3 separate regions of the Sus scrofa genome follow, and all the other regions are linked to region 3. A link is a contact called in public HiChIP or PLAC-seq data. All regions are on one chromosome and are shown on one strand. Each heading gives the region's core, a stretch centred on a gene start, on an enhancer-like site or on the middle of the called end of the contact. The rest is flanking DNA. Distances are from core to core; before and after follow the strand shown.

Region 1 (2,700 bases), core at 90-2,589, 680 kb before region 3:
CACTGCTGTGGTACAGGCAGAACCCTGGCCCCAGAAAGCCCTAAAGCCTTGGCCACAGCAATTAAAAAAAAAAAAAAGAAAAAAAAAAGGAAATGAATAATGCCCAAGTAACAGTTCTGCCTCAGAGAAAGAAAAAACAAAAAATCACTTCTGTTGATGGCAGGATGATAAATACCTCCAAATATTGAGATGCCCAGCCAGCATGACACAGCACTTCCCTCTTTCTTATCCTGCTATAAAGGTCCAATGGAGTTAGGAGAATAATGGGGGATGGGGGCAGAAAGGGGAACACAATATTATTTCTTAAACATTCCTTTTTTTTTTTTTTTTTTAACATTCCTATTTTATATCAGCTGTTATGTTGTGACTTGAGGAATCAGAGGTGGATGTAACAAACCCTACCCTCCAGAAAGTCAGTCTAATAAGGAGAGGTAAACACATAAACAAGTAAATTAGCTTTAAAGGTTTGTGGGTTTTTTTGTTTGTTTGTTTTTGTTTTTGTCTTTTTGCCTTTTCTAGGACCACTCCCTCGGCATATGGAGGTTCCCAGGCTAGAGGTCGAATTGGAGCTGTAGCCACAGGCCTATGCCAGAGCCACAGCAACGCGGGATCCGAGCCGCATCTGCAACCTACACCACAGCTCATGGCAACGCGGGATCCTTAACCCACTGAGCAAGGCCAGGGATTGAACCTGCAACTTCATGGTTCCTAGTCGGAATCGTTAACCACTGAGCCATGACCTAAAAGGTTTTTGTTGTTGTTATCGTTTGGGCATGAAGGGGAATGGTTAATTCTGGGGATGAGTGAAAGAAGAGTTCCAGAGGAAGTAGTGCTTCAGCTATCTTCAGATACGTTTTCTCTAGGCCAAATAGGAACAGGTTCTTTGTGCTTGAGCAAGAGCCTGAAGGCGTGAAACAGCTACACTCTGTTCTGGGTGTTACAAAGAGGAGCAAAGAACTAGGTACTGTGCTAAATAAACTACAGAGATGATCTCAACAAAGAGTTAATAGCATTCCCTTTCTTTTTTTTTTTAAGGATTTACTTGTTTTTATTTTTTCTTTTTGGCCACACTCGTGGTGCATTCCCATTTTTACAGGGGAGAAGAGTAAGGCTAACAGATTAAGACTCTTGCATGAAGGTCACACAGAATGACAGTGAGGAGTTTTAACTCAAGAATACAGGATCAGTTTTTCGGAACCACAAATTAGAGGCGTGAGTAATATGGTCAGATTTCAGAGTCCCTCCAGCTGCAGTGGAATGGATGGGAAGGGAAGGCAGAGGTAGGAACCCATAGAGGGAGATGGAAAAGCAGCCATCCTGCTGTCAGACAGAGCAATTAAGGGAGGCTGTCTAAGCAATCTGGGTTACTGAGATCAGCACTAGAGCAGAGGTTGTGGGAATCTGGGCGGAATATCTGAGAAATATTTGGATAGATCTTTCTCCGGCCCGATGGGGGGGGGTCTTCCGTGGGCAGCAGTGAGGACCTTTACCCAGGTTTGGGCTTGAAGGGCAAGGCGCACGGACTCCCCCACCCCCGCCCCGCCTCAAATCTTGGATTCACGGAGGCATCGGGAAGGAAAGTGATTGATCTAAAAGGTGCCTTCCGCGGACACCTCAACCCTCGAAGGCGAGGAGGGGATTGGTACTGTCTCCACCCGAGCCCGCCCCCAGGGAAGGAAAGCGCTGAGTCATCCCGGCGGGGCGAGTTGGGTCGGGGCGGTGCTGGGGCCAGATCCCCCTTCCGTCTCCCCCGCCCGCACCCCCGGCCCGCCCTGACTCTCGCGAGAGCCTCACGGGCTATAAAGGCAGCGCCCCGCGCGTGCTTCGCGTGTCTGCTTCCTGGCTGCGCTCGGTGGCTTCTGCTTGAGGACTGGTGAGTTTGTGGGCGGCGCGGCTTCAGCCGACCGACCGCAGCGCCCCACTCCTCTCTCGTTGCCTTTTCCTCCTCTTCCTTCTCTTCCTCCCGGCCCGCCCGGCTTAACTGGGGGGACGCTCTGCCGGAGAGGGAGCCTCACATGGGACCCCCTTTGCCTGCGGGACAGCTGCCTGGTTGAACCCCGACGCCGCCCGCGCCCTGCGTCCCCTCTTCCCCCGGCAACTCAAGCAGAGGGCGCTGATTGGCTTGGCGGGGCCGTCGGGGCGGGTGGGTGGTGACGGGGTCCCCTACGGGGCGGACGGGTTCCCGAAGCTTCTAAGACGGATTCAGAAACTGGTCAGAAACAGACTGCCCGTCCGTCGTGTAGGAGGGGAAGAGGCTGTGCCTGCTCACCAGTGTAGCCGTGGGTCCTGATTCCCTTCTCCATCTTTTTCCATGTGCAGAATGGGGTTTGTGGTGATTCTAAATGCCGTTAGTGAAGACTCCTGGTGCTTCCGAAGTGCAGCGGAGGGACGATGGGGGTGGCAGGAAACCACTTGAATTGGCCTTTCGGGGGGGGGGGCCGTAGTTTTCTCCGGGGAACTTCAAGGGGAGCTTTCCTGAGGGGACCTCGTCGGCTGGAAGTCCTGCAGCCTTTCCCCCCCCCCCCCATTGGTTGTGCTTTAGTGGACGTGGGGGCACCCGGAAAAGCAGGTCTGGACCAGAAGGCCGTTAGTGTTAGGGTCATATACTATGTTTGGTTGCCAAGTTGCTTCGTGTCTTACTGGTTGTTTTTTCTTGTTTGTTTTATTATTTAAAGGTGCTAACCCAGTAAAAAAGTTTGA
Region 2 (2,700 bases), core at 181-2,680, 660 kb before region 3:
CACTACTGTGGTGTAGGTTCAGTACCTGGCCTGGGAACTTCCACATACCGTGGGTGTGGCCCCCAAAAAACTGGCCTGGACCAGGGCATAGATGTGTTCAATGGGAAGGAATGGATTTGGAAGATGCAGCAGACAGATTCCTAAAGGGCCCAGTGGCTGACTGGATGTAGGGTTGGGGAGGTGAGAGATGGAGGAGCCTAGGATGACTGGCAGGACTATAGATGGCACAGTTCAATACCACAGCCCCCACCACCCAGGCCTGCCTGATCACACCAGATACGCATCCCCACTCTCCCCCATACCTGCCAGCCACCACTACTACCTCCACACCTTTACTCAAGCTATTCCTGACATTTGCGATGTATATAACTGTCCTTCCTTCCAATCTATTTTTTCATATACAGCTCAACTCCACTGTTTCAGAGAAGGCTCTCTCACTCTAAACCCAACCTACCTCTTCCTCTATATCATTACCCAGCACTGCTTAGGGGCCACTCATTGGAAGGTTGTGGGAGTGGGCTGCCTCTTAAGCATCAGGCAAAAGGCTCAAGCTGAGTTTAATCAGCTTTGTTTCCAAGCAGAGGGCTCAGTGCAGGAGGCAATGGATATGGGGAAATGGACCTATGTGCAAAACGGTAGGTGGTGATGCTAGACTTGTGTGTCAGGTAAGTATGCAGTCTCTGTACTCAGACGGGTCCTAGTAATTGGCAACTTCATGAATCCCTCCTTTGGTTGGTAGATGGGACAGACCAGCCAATCATTTGCTTGTTCAACCCCAGGAATGTCCTTCCCTCATGAGATGACCTAAATTCTAGCCATGCAAATCTTTCAGACGTTGCCCTCTCCTAACTCCTTCGGGAAGCTTCCAAAGTGACTCTGGCCCCTATGTAAACTGCGTAGGTGACAAGGCCACAAGGTTACTGATCATGTGGTGTCTCCTGCTCATCAGTCCGGCAATATATGAGGGTAAAAGGACAAACGTGCAACGCTTCTCTACCCTTTGAACTTAAGCGCCCGTTGACACCCTCTCCCGGTAGGTCAGACGGACACGCGGCCGGGGGAGCTCGGGAAAGAATAGAGGCCAGTGGCACCGAGGCTAATCATACGTTTTGCCCTAGCACCGCGGTAGGGATAAACCAACCTGGAAGGGGTAAATTTCGAAGCCAAAAGGGCATAACGTGTCCTCAATCCTCTGCTTCAGCTCTGCGACATGGGGCTCCATAGCGCACGCTACACGCTGAGCCTGCTGGGAAATGGAGTTTGAAGGCCAACGCGGGCCGTTAAACGTCGAGGTAGCTTGAACTCCATTTCCCAAGAGCTACTGGATCTGCAGCGGAACATCGTTGGCTCTGCGCGATGCATCCTGGGACACGTAGTTCATTTGGTCCTTAGACGCGGCGGCTACAAAATCAGAAAGACTGTTTCGCGGCATGGTGGGGGTGTGTGTATGTGCTAATGCGCGTGTTAAACGCTTCCAGAAAAATGTAGCTTGGCAGCCTTCTTCTGCTGCCGGTTGTCTCCGTGTGGGGCGAACTCAGTTTCCCAATCGGCGCCGCGGAGGCCAGTCCAAAGTCTGGCTTTCCCGGAGTGTCATAGGTTCGAACAGGGTGGCGGCAGGAGTCGCTGCCTTAGATTCGGTGTAATCGCGCCAGTGTCCTGCGTCTGCGGAGGTCTCGACCAAGATTCAGCATCTTCAACTCCCCCCTGGTATCTGTATCAGGGTAACCCTCTTGTACCCCAGTTCCCCAAGGACGCTGCTCCCCTGACGAGTCCCTGAGGCTTAATTTTGGTCTAATATTGCATCCTTACTTTTATTTTTTTATTTTATTTTTTATTATTATCATTATTTTTGTCTTTTTGCTATTTTTTTTGGGCCACTCCCGCGGCATATGGAGGTTCCCAGGCTAGGGGTCTAATCGGAGCTGTAGCCCCTGGCCTACGCCAGAGCCACAGCAACGCGGGATCCGAGCCGTGTCTGCAACCTACACCACAGCCCACGGCAACGCCGGATCCTTAACCCACTGAGCAAGGGCAGGGACCGAACCCGCAACCTCATGGTTCCTAGTCGGATTCGTTAACCGCTGCGCCACGATGGGAACTCCAGCATCCTTACTTTTAGTATTGCGTACCCACTCATCTCTTTCGAGCTGACGTTCTGGCCTTTCCCGGGCTTTGCCTCGGATGTCCCGGGTTGGGAGAGCAAGGGCGTAAGGCTCTAGGGACCCAGACCACTGCCTCAGGCTATGAGAAGGAACCAGACTTTGAGCAGCTCGACACGCTTCTCAATGCTACTGACCGGGAGTTCCTGTCCTGGCTCGGTGGTTAACGAATCCGACCATGAGGTTGCGGGTTCCATCCCTGGCCCCGCTCAGTGGGTTAACGATCCAGCGTTGCCCTGAGCTGTGGTGTAGCTCGGATCCCGAGTTGCTGTGGTTGTGGTGTAGGCCGGCAGCTATTGCTCCGATTCGGCCCCTAGCCTGGGAACATCCATATGCCGAGGGAGTGGCCCCTAGAAAAGACCAAAAAAAAAAAAAAAAAAAAAGCTACTGACGGAAATGTGGCCAGGATTAAGACGAGGGGGCACCTGAGGCCCCTGCCCCCGGATTAAGGTAGTGGGTTAAGGAACACCAAGAACTCATTGGCCTGTGCCCTTCTTTGTTTTGTAGCAGCAGCTGTATTCCTTTGGGGTCTCCACCGCAG
Region 3 (2,700 bases), core at 164-2,663:
ATCCTTAACCCACTGAACCGGGCCAGGGATCGAACCCTCATCCTCATGGATACTAGTTGGATTCGTTTCCACTGAGCCACAGTAGAGACTCCCTGGCTCAGTTTCTGAAGTTTCATTCCCGATGTGAGTCCCCAGTTCCCAGAGCGGGGTCATCTGCTCCTCTGCCTCCCTCCCCAGGGAGGCATTCAAGTCACATTCCGGTTCTCAGGATCCAGGGGGCAGAGGGCTCTTCTCTGCCAGGAGCCCGAGGTCTGAAAAAGGAAAGCCTTTCCCTGAGGTCACCCAGCTGAGCCTGAACTCCACCCCCCACCGCCCCCACCTCCGGCTCGCAGGAAAATTGCAGACACTGAGTGACCAGGAGCCATCCTCTACTTCCCCAGGCTGAGGTCACCGGGGGAGGAGGCTCAAGCCCCAACTCCCCACTTCCTCTGAACCCAGAGCTTCCTCAGAATCACGGGGCCCAGCAGAGGCAGCTAGGGAAGACCCGCAGACAGGGCCCGCCCCCTCACCTGTACAGGGGGTTGTTGACGAGGCTTCGGAGTGCCGTGGAAAAGGGCGCCACCGCCCCGTGCACAACCAGTCCTGGGGGCTCCATGGGTGGGGGCGGGAGGGGGGTAGAGGAGTAAGCAGGGGGTGCAGCCCAGGAGGCTTGTTGTCTGTGGGTCTGTAGGGAGGCGGAAGGTGGAAGGAGCAGGAGGCCTGGCCAGGCCCTAGAGCTGCAGAGGAGCTAGAGAGGCCTGAGAGGGAGGGGCGGGAGCTTGGGAGCCCTGTTTGCTGAGAAGCTGAAGTTTAGGGATGGGGCGCGAGAGGCCCCGGTTCCCGAAGGCATCAGAGGCTCGGGGAGAAGGCCGGAGGCTCAGGCTGGGGATAGGGACTCAGGGAGGGGACCCAGAGAGGCAGGGGTGGAGCAGGCCGAACGGGGAAGAGAGGCTGGCTGTGGATGAGGCCCCAGCTGGGAGCCTGCCCAGGCAGCGCCAGGGTGGAAAGCCTGTGGGTTTCCACGGAAACGAGATCCCAGGCGGAGAGGAGGCCCCGCCCCTTCCCCCACAGGCCCCGAAAACTTCAGCCCTAGAGGGGCCCTAAGCAGAGCCAGGGTCTTAGTGCCCTGACTCCTGACTGTCCAGGGTTCAGGGTTCGAACCCTCTGTCCCTCCCCCCCGCCCCCTGTAGGCCCACAGGGTCAGGGGCAGGGTCAGGGTCAGGGTCAGGGTCAGGCTAGCCAGGCCTGGGGAACCCCCTCAACCGGGAAAGTCCTTGACCCCTCGGACCATTTTCAGGGCCCAGACCTGGTTTGTCTGGGAGGTGGCCGCCCTGTCCTTCCCAGAGTGGGGGCTCAGGTGAGGTGGTGTCAGCTCTGACAGAGGCATCGTGGTCTCTGGCATCCCTGAAATGCAACTGCAGTGAGGGTGGAGGGCCGTCTGGGCACTAGGGCACCCAGGAGGTGTGGGCAGCTGGGGACAAGCCCCAGGCCACTTAGGTCAGCAGGGTTTATGCAAAGTGGAGTCACCACTGTTGCATCAGGCCCGGGTCCTGATGGGTGCCTCCCCCTCCCCCTCAAGCCCTGAACTGAGGAAGTCATCCAAGCCCCACCCAGCTCTGCGCGGGGAACGGAAATGTTTGTCCCTGTTGCAGCCGATGTGGAAACGCTCGAGCCCATGACGTGCTCCTTCCTGTCGGCCCAGATCCCGATTCCTGGGCAGCCACCCCCGCAGCCCCAAAAGGTGTCCCATATCCCAGGCCTCTGCGACTTGCTCCCCAGTGGAGAGCCAGGCTTCGCGAGGGGAGAGAAGGTCAGCGGCTCAAAAGCCCTGGCGTGGGGGATGCCTTTCTGACCAGAGCCTCTCTCTACATCTGCCCCTTCAGTCTTATGTGTATGCCCTTGGGCGCTAAACCTCTGTCCCCTCTGCTGGTGACTCAGGCACCCCGCACTCAGCACGTGCTCAGAGCAGTAACGCTCCCAGGTTAGGTCAGAGCTTGGACTCGAGAGAAGGAACCAGGAAGAGAGGCGTGCTTGCCCAGCAACCCATGGCAACCCCACAACACAGGCAAGGGGCCCTTACCCTCCCACCTGCCAGTCAGGCGGCCAGGCAGGGGCCGGGGGGAGAGAATGTGAAAGCCAAAGACTGTGGTGACTCAAGGGGCTGAGGAGTTTCGGGAGAAGAGGGCAGCCGTCCCAGCACTGACTCTGGAGGTAGGGCCAGGAGCCAAGAGCAGAGGGTGGAAGGACCATCCTGGGTCACTTGGCCCCAGCCTCAGCCAGTTGTGGGGATCTTTGCGCCAGCTGCCTTAGAAGAGGTAGGGGTGGAGGATGGCGGGATCTGAGACACGCAGGGCTGGGCCTGTCTGTGGGGGTTGAAGGAGTCAGGTCTATGCCTCCTTCTGTTAGGGGGTGGAGGCTCCCTGTCCAGGCGGAGGCAGAGGGGGCCACTACGGCCCCACTTCTCCTGCTGGTAAAGCCCAGTACAAGAGAGAAAAGGCAGTGGACTCTGAGCTCAGTTAAGGAGCCTCCAACGCTCAGCGAGTGCGGAGCTCAGAGGACAGGGACAGCCCCAGATTAACAGTCTGCGCAGCGTCTCTCCCCTTATTTTGTCTCTAGCAGCCCTTAACCCTCCCAGTACTTCGAATCCACACAGCCCCAGACTCCTGGATTCACCTGTCCCCAAAAAACAGGTAAGAAGGAATTAGGGAGTAAAAACCTCTT

The links. HiChIP or PLAC-seq counts read pairs in DNA pulled down with a chosen protein or histone mark.
Region 1: a contact with region 3 is called in an H3K27ac HiChIP or PLAC-seq map of alveolar macrophages. The contact joins the promoter of PRDX1 here to the promoter of BTBD19 in region 3. A contact is called at or near these places in 2 of 2 datasets of contacts at active chromatin or transcription factors (alveolar macrophages and skeletal muscle).
Region 2: a contact with region 3 is called in an H3K27ac HiChIP or PLAC-seq map of alveolar macrophages. The contact joins the promoter of LOC110261410 here to the promoter of BTBD19 in region 3. A contact is called at or near these places in 1 of 5 promoter capture datasets (liver) and 2 of 2 datasets of contacts at active chromatin or transcription factors (alveolar macrophages and skeletal muscle).

Annotation. Positions count from the first base shown.
Region 1 is chr6:165,846,051-165,848,750 of Sscrofa11.1, forward strand. PRDX1 (peroxiredoxin-1) reads left to right here and starts at 1,340. Exons shown (of 6, transcript XM_021096742.1): 1 at 1,340-1,873.
Region 2 is chr6:165,864,436-165,867,135 of Sscrofa11.1, forward strand. It overlaps LOC110261410, which reads left to right and starts at 1,431. Exons shown (of 9, transcript XM_021097629.1): 1 at 1,431-1,596; 2 at 2,667-2,700. The coding sequence starts at 1,431. It overlaps MMACHC (methylmalonic aciduria (cobalamin deficiency) cblC type, with homocystinuria), which reads right to left and starts at 1,239. Exons shown (of 4, transcript NM_001244776.1): 1 at 1,142-1,239. The coding sequence starts at 1,222.
Region 3 is chr6:166,525,312-166,528,011 of Sscrofa11.1, forward strand. BTBD19 (BTB/POZ domain-containing protein 19) reads right to left here and starts at 1,414. Exons shown (of 8, transcript XM_021096773.1): 1 at 510-1,414; 2 at 1-251. It overlaps TCTEX1D4 (Tctex1 domain containing 4), which reads left to right and starts at 2,039. Exons shown (of 4, transcript NM_001032356.1): 1 at 2,039-2,190; 2 at 2,596-2,669.